Linked DNA regions of Bombyx mori: region 1 is linked to region 2. A link is a contact called in public Hi-C data. All regions are on one chromosome and are shown on one strand. The core of a region is the stretch at or near the end of the contact, and the rest is flanking DNA. Distances in the headings are between cores, read along the strand shown.

Region 1 (4,949 bases), core at 2,217-4,716, 38 kb before region 2:
AACAGTCCGATTCCAAGGTGGTATAGCTTTGAGAATAAATAGGAATGCCTATTATCACCAGCCGCATGGGCGACTAACATGCTGGGTGTGCTAGTGGTTGGTAATCTAACTCCTGTAACACATGGATAGATTCCTGGTCAGTATATTTGTCAAGCATGTTGGGTATGCTTTTGTTCTTGTCGTGAATATGTTCTCCCATAACACACGACAATATCTAAGGTCGGAGATGTTGGATGCTAAATTAAAAAATCGAGCACAGTAATTCAGAGTTTTGAAATTTACGGAATTCTAAGCGAAATATATCTCTGAAAGAAACATTGAGAGGCGAACCTTTGTATAGAAATAGTGATGTTAAAATAATGGCTAAAAACGAATATGTTCACTTGCATCTTTGTTATTTTACTTAACATTAACAGAAAATAAAAAAAACCTAACCGAAATTTATCTATCTCTTTAACGATTTCAGGTTCGCCACGGAACTCGACTAAATTAACTCAAATTATCTAACCGCTGAGACGTGGCGCAACGCCGCGTAACACCACCAAGCCTGCATGGGTGACGTCACCCAGAAATACACTTTAATGGTACCCAACCAGAGCGCATTGAAACAAAACGTGGCTCATCAAGCCACTAGGTACTCAGCAAGGGACCCAAGATTAAGAACTTAAGGACCATTATATCAAGTATCGTAGCAGCCTTTTGTTTAGCTTACCATAAACGATGGAGGATGAATGTGGCCTTGTCTTGAAGCGCAGCAGGACGCCCAGGTCCAAAGATACTAATGACGTCGTACGCGAGTCTCTTCTATCAGAATCCACTTCTGGATTCGGTAAAGGAGAAGAAGACACGACCAGCATTGGTACAACTTCATTCTCTAGTCCCGATTTGGAAATAAGCAGCAAAGAAGCGGTTCTATTTAAATTCAACGATAAAACCAAAAGGAATAATAATAATCATGTCAAAATAATTGAAAATCCAGCCGATGAAGACGTTGACTTTGATAGATCGGTCGCTGGAGATGATAAAGTGTCCATTCCAGACGGAGGATGGGGCTGGGTGGTCGTTTTCTCGTCGTTCGTGATATCCATGATAGCTGACGGCATCAGCTTCTCCTTTGGTTTGCTATACATAGAATTTTTAGAGGAATTTCAGGCCAGCAAATCAACGACCGCCTGGATCGGGAGTCTGTTCATTGCTGTGCCATTACTGTCGGGACCAGTGATGAGTGCTTTAGTAGACAGATATGGTTGTCGAAGCATGACAATACTCGGTGGAATTATATCGACATTAGGCTTTGTGTTGGCATCAATCTCGACAACTTTAGAAATGATGATGATCACTTTTGGTGTGATCGCTGGACTTGGATTGGGTCTGGTTTACGTCACAGCCGTCGTATCAATCGCCTATTGGTTTGAAAAGAAGAGGAATTTAGCTGTAGGTCTTGGGGCATGTGGTACTGGTGTGGGAACATTCGTTTACGCCCCAATGACCCAATATTTCATTGATGAATACGGCTGGAGGGGAACCATATTACTGCTTTCTGGGACACTGCTGAATCTATGCGTCTGTGGCTGTGTGATGCGTGATCCCGAATGGTGGATTATAGAACAGAAGAGACAAAGAATGAAAGATATGAAGAGTACGAGAAACTCCAGTACTTTGTCAATTTCGAATCATCACGGCCAAGAGGCTGATTCTCCAACGAGAGGTAAATTCATGGAGGGACTGATAAAACGAGGAGTATCCCCAGAGACTGTGATAAGACAAGAAGCAGAAACCATAAGGCAACAGAAAATTGTTTTTTTGCCAGAAACTTCGGGTAGACCAAGGTCGAAATCTGTGGTGGATCTTCCGACGTATTCTACTCAAAATGATAAGGTAAAAACAATTGTATTATATAACCTAGTGTTCGATTTTTTTTATTGCTTAGGGCTTAGATGGATAAAATGGATGGATTTGAAGTCGTCGTGGCCTAAAGGATAAGACGTCCAGTGCATTCGTGTTGAGCGATGCACCGGTGTTCGAATCCCGCAGGCAATTTTTCTAATGAAATACGTACTTACCAAATGTTCACGATTGACTTCCACGGTGAAGGAATAACATCGTGTAATTAAAATCAATTCCGCAAAATTATAATTTGCGTAATTACTGCTGGTAGGACCTCTTGTGAGTCCGCAAGGGTAGGTACTACCACCCTGCCGCAATTACGTTGTAGATGTCTATGGGCTCCAGTGACCACTTAACACCAGGTGGGCTGTGTGCTCTTCCAACCATGTAAGCAATAAATAAATAAATGTACACCATTTGCTGCAATATCTACTTTTACCGTAACATATACAGCACTAGGCTTACATCGCGTGGGAGCGTTCGGGCACTTCACTGAAATCCAAAACTCCGAGTCCGTGCTCGCCCATCCAGGCTGGCCAGGCCTTCGGGCCACTGTAGGGCGCCGAGCTAAGGCCTACATGATGATGAGTGGTTACCGTCGCTGATGGACGTCAGCAAGGCCAGAAACAGCGCTATTTGTAGGCATTGATCTAAAATAAAAATATGGTATTATGATAATATCGTCTGGGCATGGCATTTTTTAATTATTTTGTTTGTGTGTAGCGGTCGATGCTCGACCGTGACTACTCAATATAATATTCAGTAATTACGAAAATTATAATTTTGCGGGTTTGATTTTTATTACACGCTGTTATTCCTTCACCGTGGAAGTCAATCGTGACCATTTGTTATGTACGTATTTCATTAGAAAAATTGGTACCTGTGGCCTGCGGGATTTAAATACCGTCGCTAGATACGAATGCACCAGACGTCTTATCCTTTAGGCCGCGACGACTAACACTAACTAATAACACTAAAGCTAATAACAAAATAGGTACCAAAGAAAAATCGGATAACAAATAGTGAAGAAAATGTTATTGAACTGAAAAAGAGTTCAATGTCTGCTGTTTATGAAAGACCTTCAACCGAACGAGTGTTGTTCGGAACTTTTATTTAGACAAGCTTATCTTACAAATGCTGTTAGCGCGATTCAGGGTTTTGCTATTTATTCTACTCTATGATGGCTAGCACTATACTGTTCTTAGACTATTAAAACTACGCAATGTGATTTTTTTTACTTATTGCCCTTGTAGGCGGACGAGCATACGGCCCACCTGATGGTGAGTGGTTACCGTCGTCCATGGGCTTCAGCAATGCCAGGGGCAAAGCCAAGCTACTGCCTACCGAAAGTACTGCTGCTAGGGTTGTAAGTAAGGAAGAATTTTGCGTTTGACTAACGACAAACATTTGGGTTGCCTTCCGATTGTTTTTAAAAAGGCACATATTTAGTTTTTTTGATACGAACGTTTCTAATGACTTGTATTGAATTATTTTTACAAAAACACGAGAGTCGATTCAGCGGCATAGTTGCAGACGTCAATAAAATCGCGATCACCGTTGTTTGTACAATAGATAGTGGTTTACTGATAACGTATGTAATGTCGGATTTTATGTCGGGATTTTGCTGAACAATTAGTGCGCTGTGTACGTTTGGATATCAAAAGAAAATATTATATGAGTGCCGTTTTACAGCCTATGTGTGTGTTTTTTATTTTTATTCCCCTTGAAGTCAGACGAGCATACGGCCTACCTGATGGTGAGTGCTTACCGTCGCCCATAGACTTCAGCAATGCCAGGGGCAGAACCAAGCTGCTGCCTACCGCTACGCAAGCTTTTTCGTTTTATGCCATTTTAGCATCTACGTGCTCAACAATAGAGCCGTGATTGTTAAGCAGAATCTTTGTCGTTTAATCCGGTGTTTTTTATGCGATAGAAATCCTTTTGGCGGGCAGACTCTTGAATTAATGTTTCCTTCACTTCCCCTCTCCTGGTTACCGAGCCTTCCTAGTTGCTGTGGTACACTTCGAGATAAATATTTTGAATGTTACAGATATCGTTATCCGCACTAGAAACTTTAATTAAAACAATCGGTAAAGAGTACGAAATCGAAGTTAAATACCCAAAGTTCGCTTTGAACTCGAATAAGAGACGGCTAAAAAGAGAAGCTAGGATTGAGGACTATCCACTGTACGCCGAACCCAAAAATGTGCAAAGGACGTATTCAGATATATGTGAATTACATGGAAAAAATAATTTTGATGAGAATCAAGATAATAATAAACGAGGTAAGGAATTTGATTTTTATTTAATTAGGCCGGTAGTAGTGTAAGCAGCTACATGATGTCCATTAACAACACCAATTACTCGGCCTTCTGCAGCTTATTTGCCTTCCAACGCAAGTAGAAGTGTGGACATAAAAATGTGACTAATTTTGAATTTGTAGCTAAGTAATTACAAAATTGGCAAGCATGTTATTGGGCTTACTAAATTACTGAAAGCTAAGCTAAGTGGTTAAGGCAGTGTTAACTATGAATGTGGAAGGCTTTAGAGGAATAGGTAGACCTAAGAAAAAATGGATCGTTTGCGTGAAAGACGGTATGTGTAATAGGGGAGTGAGCGAAAAAATGATATATGATAGAGGAGTATGGAAGGAGAAAACATGTTGCGCCGACCCCAGGTGACTGGGAGAAGAGCAGGAGAATGATGACTGAAAGCTAAGCTTTATAAGACGATACAGAGGTCAGAGTCAAAAAGATGGACTGATCAAGTGTCCGAGCACCTGGGCATGAAATTGAGCGACACACTTCACTGTGTCGCTGACCGGCCTAAGTGGCTACAACTCCCAAGAAAATGTCTCAGGCGGGCGTATCACTATGGTCAGTAATGAGCGATCGATTAGAGGAGGAGAAAGCTTTATCATAATAGTTTTAAGCGATTTATTAAGCAAATACTTGTTTCTGTTGTTAGTAGGTTCGTTTGTGCAATCACATCTTCATTATGTTTCAAATAATTTAGATGTATTTTCGGTGTTTCATTGAGAAATGAACCAAACTGGAAATATG
Region 2 (4,504 bases), core at 653-3,152:
AGAGCTTCCAGTTCTATGTCGATCTCGGCTAGATCTGCAAAGTCTGGTGGAGCGGAGTCCATGTACCCTGGAGTCGAGGAAATTAAGACAATGATAAAGAGTGGTGAGACACCGGAATATATCCTAACGGCATTAGTCGCGTCGATTGCCGAAGCGGAAAGCTTGGAGGCTGCTACAAAAGCTAATGCGGATCTTTCCAACCATAAAGTTAGCTCAGTGATAAATTTACCTACGTTTTTGAAGCAAAGCGAAAAGGTACCCTAAATTATTAATATTGTTTACACTAAAGTTCTATAACTATAAGTATTATAATTGAAAACGCATGTAGCAAGAGCGACAATGACAAAAAATATATAAGCAGTAGGGACGTGGTTTTCATAAGTTATTACCGTAAAACTCATAGACATACCTACATAAAAAAATTATACATAACTAAATGATCCATAATATTAATGAATTAATTTTATACCTTTGATCCTCTAAATCATTAAACTGCCTATATTTCAGGTACCAGCAGAAGTATTAGACCAGCTTATATCAAACAAGCGACTTTATAACATAGTATTACAGAATTATCCATCATTACTTGCACTAAGGAGTAATTCCGAACAGAAACTACCCACAGAACCGCCCCCGTCCAAAGCGAAACCAGTGAAAATGTCCATGAAGCTGAAACTCAGTAAGAAAGAGAAGAAAGACTTTGCATCTAAGCTGGACGTTGTGAAGGAGAAGTTACTGCAACCGATACCAGAAAACAAGGTCATAATACCGAAAGCTGAACGGCAGGCTTGGTTCTCGAGACAGATCCAAACCGATCATCATTATTTCAGAGAGATAAGGGTGCACAGGAATTCGATAATGCATCGCGGGGCAATGATGAACATTGCCAAGTACAAACTCCGTGCGTCGTCTTGTCCAGATATTTATAGAAATTCTATGTGGTCCGTTGAAGACCACGAGGAAAAGGTAAGCTACCTGATTTGTTATTATAAATCTCCCTCAGTAGATTCTGTCGCATATTCCTAATAAACAGTCTAATATGAGAGAATTTTTTTCTTTGGAAAAGTAGTCAATCTTCAGAATCTTATCTACGTGCGATACGAACATTACTAAAAGAATTGGTTTTCCGTAATCGGGCATGTTAATTGCGATTACCGTATTATTTGAATCCGTGAACAAAGAAATCGTTTTACTTATCAGTTTAATTTCTTAGTCGATTATATTTATCGATCGTATCTGTAAGTTAGTTGACATTATCTTAATTACTTGTCGTTGTAATTTTGTCTCAATAAATCATGTAATTGGAAATCACTGATCATGGAGAATAGTGCGTACAAAATCAAATCACAAAAAGACTGATGATCTTTTGACCCACACACTGTGTTTTTGTCACTGGTTTTATCAGAGTGGTCACATTTTCAGAAATGGATCCAAATCATTTTTGTTTTTGTTTATATGTCCGAGAGATCTATTATAGTACATGTAACCTTCCTATAACAAGGCAGAGACATTTCTGCAAAGTCTCGTGTTGTATGAGACTAGAAGCCAGTACAAAAAGGAGAGTATTTTTTCTGAATGAAACATCGTAACTAAGGCTTTATGTGTTTTTTTTATCTTTTAAACATAAGAAAATACGCAGTAAAATTTCATTTATTCCCATGTATTGTGTATTCATAGCGCAAAAAGTAATTTTCTAAATAATTTTAAACGAAAATCTCGCTATCGTGTGGTTCATGTACCTTGTTAAAGAAGGTTTTGGGGATTTTTTTAGAGTGAAACCGTATTGTAAAATACCGTGTTATTTGAGGGTTACCTGTATAGAAGCTGAATTGTCAATGAGATGCAAGCGACGGTGACGTCATCACCTCGGCAGAGTCGTGCGAGCTGAGCATAAGATGTTGTTCATTCCACCGACCGGACAGACTTCTGAAAACTGAGTCCAACACGATATGTTCTCCGGGGTAGACCGCTACCCTAAACTCTGCCTTCAAACGACATACACGTCGTCTTCTCGCATTAAAACTGTATTAAAACTATTTCACTTTTGCGCATTTATTGTTTTTTTTTTACGATTGAGGTATATTTGTTGCCCAGAGGCCTTTCCAGTTTCACCAGGACGGGTGGGCGAGCAAAAGCTCAGCCAGCAGGATTTTATTTATTATTCTCTTTCTCCCTTTCTAACCGTTTTCTCTCAGGTTCTGTTCGCACGAATCTTACATATTGTCTTCTCGCATTAAATTAATTAAATAAAAATTAAAACTGTATAATCTCAAAACTTACAAAATTTTACAGGAGAGTGTTTTAAAGGTTTTGTATCATATTGACATATGATATTTTTAATATTAATCATCTTTAAAACATTTATTTTTTAGTTTTCACCAGTTACATTATCTGTTTTTTAAAGTAAGATAAAATTATGTATTAATTTTGTTAATAGTAGTTAAAATATAGGTAAACTAAAAAAAAACTAACACTAAACTGCACTCTTTTGACAGTATTTATGAGAAAAATACTGGTGATACCAAATGATTCCGCGTATTAACTCAATTTCGATTATTTTTGGAAATTGTACACTTTTAATGCGAAAAGACGACGTATTATAAAAGACGATGTATTATTTATATTTTAGACATGGGGACGACGACTAATAGACACGATCAACAAAACATTTGATTTCAACATGTTCACGGAGTTCCATTTCCTAATGATGAACTTATCCACGCTGGTGCTGTTCATATGGTTCATAGTACCTTACTTCTACATATCCAGTTTCATGCAGATGCGGGGCTACTCCGAAGTAGACGGCTCTTGGTTACTGAGCACTTTTGGCATTGCTACCATAATTGGAATAGTAAGTATTATAGTAAAAATGCTTTGCTTTTTAAGGGTGCTTTTTAAGATATTATTGAAATAATAATTCTTCTACTCATATCTGAGTCGTCTATTATCAAAGGTGGCAATCTGTGCATTTGGACAAATTTTTTTTATTGATATGTCAATTCAGATTGATTTGAATATAATCGTCTCCTTCAAAGAATACGGTTCAAAACCTGCATTAAATAAAGGTTAATAGTTAACCTGTTATTTATCTAAGATGTCGTTCCGAAGAGTTTTGTGACTGCCAATGGAATACAAAGTCAATAATTCGTTTTTCTGATTTACCAATCATTGTCCAAAAGTCAGATTGCCGGCTTTGATAATAGTCGACTCATCTGTCAGAAAAATATTGTGTATAACTAATAACACCATGCACTCCACGCTTTTTTTACAATAAAAAAAAATTTTTTTTTTACTGTTTTCAATTTTAATTTATTTTCTATTTTTTAGTTGAATTTTATATAAAACGTGTTTTTTAGTTTTTTTAAACTATTATTTATTTTAAATTTGTTATTTGAATTTCAATTTGTTCAATAATTTTTTTCAATTTTATTTTTCCAATTTTTTTTAAATATTGAATTGTCATCGGTCCTCGTTAAATTTACAGAGTTTGAATGAAATCTGGCTGTTTAAAGTGGGTCAAAATCGCATCTAAAGGAGTCAGTTACAAACATACAAACATACATACAAGTGAAGTTGATATAAAGCGTATAATATAGGATATATACACAAGAACATAGTTTATCTATAGTGGAACAGTTCATCCACAGTACGTTTGCAGAGGTTTTTTTATCATGTACCATCATACTTTGGAACTTTATTTTTTTAATGTTTCCCGTCGCTGTGACACATTCTTTTTGAAGCGAAATTTTAGGAGATTCCTCAACGCTAGTATTTGGCTTGCCTGTACCCCTGCCATTGCTAACGTCCATTGGGCAATAGTGACCAATCAAGTTGGGCCGTGTACTCATATGTCTACAAAGGTCGTTAAAAAGTATTTTTGTTTCACCATCAATATAGCGGTATATCAATGAAGAGATATAAAGGCTACAGCTGGCCGGTGGTAATGTGTGTTTTCGAAGTGTGTATGGGTGTCGAAAACGCGCACATGTGGCTTAAGTACGTCATAAGTGGTTCCCCTCGCCGACGGACTCCAAAAATACCACAGGCCTGGAAAGTAGTTATCTACTACAAAGAACTGTTATGATAATTTTGATTGTGCCAAAAACCGCTCTAGTAGGTATTTGTCTTCATCTGTCGTTTATTATCTGTCATCATAACATTAACTTCAGCTTAGGCCGGTCTGTCAAGATTCTAGCACATTCTAGAAACCCTGCGAACGCATTTCGTAATGGTCGCGGAAACCGCTGGAAATTTGTTTAACTTTTATCCACATCTAAAGCGAGTGTTAGAAAGGGATTAATGAGGCCAAAAATGTATACACTATGTCCGGGCTTATACTAGTAGATCATTTTGTTTTATATACATTGTGACATTCATTGTTATTACCAGTTAAAGTCGTATTTGTTATGATAAACAATAACGGCAATGGAACGTGACAACACGATAAATACTACACAACACAATAAACACTTTAATAGTCTAAGGACAAAATACGACCGTTGAA

The links. Hi-C and Micro-C count contacts between places; a contact is called where the count stands out from the background.
Region 1: a contact with region 2 is called in a Hi-C map of whole pupa, with 3 times the contacts expected there. The contact joins two enhancer-like sites. A contact is called at or near these places in 5 of 7 Hi-C or Micro-C datasets (midgut, an unstated tissue and whole pupa).

The regions. Positions count from the first base shown.
Region 1 is chr17:14,917,763-14,922,711 of ASM3026992v2, reverse strand. LOC101742394 (monocarboxylate transporter 14) reads left to right here. Exons shown (of 7, transcript XM_004926626.5): 2 at 467-1,878; 3 at 3,938-4,172. The coding sequence starts at 721. Among protein-coding and RNA genes, the nearest start is that of LOC101742394, 4.0 kb to the left of the region's middle. Within about 2 kb of position 3,466, at least 3 of the 8 cell types and tissues checked have open chromatin away from gene starts, as enhancers often do.
Region 2 is chr17:14,878,214-14,882,717 of ASM3026992v2, reverse strand. LOC101742255 (monocarboxylate transporter 14) reads left to right here. Exons shown (of 6, transcript XM_012690786.4): 2 at 1-255; 3 at 508-966; 4 at 2,630-2,851. Among protein-coding and RNA genes, the nearest start is that of LOC101742100, 15 kb to the right of the region's middle. Within about 2 kb of position 1,902, at least 1 of the 8 cell types and tissues checked has open chromatin away from gene starts, as enhancers often do.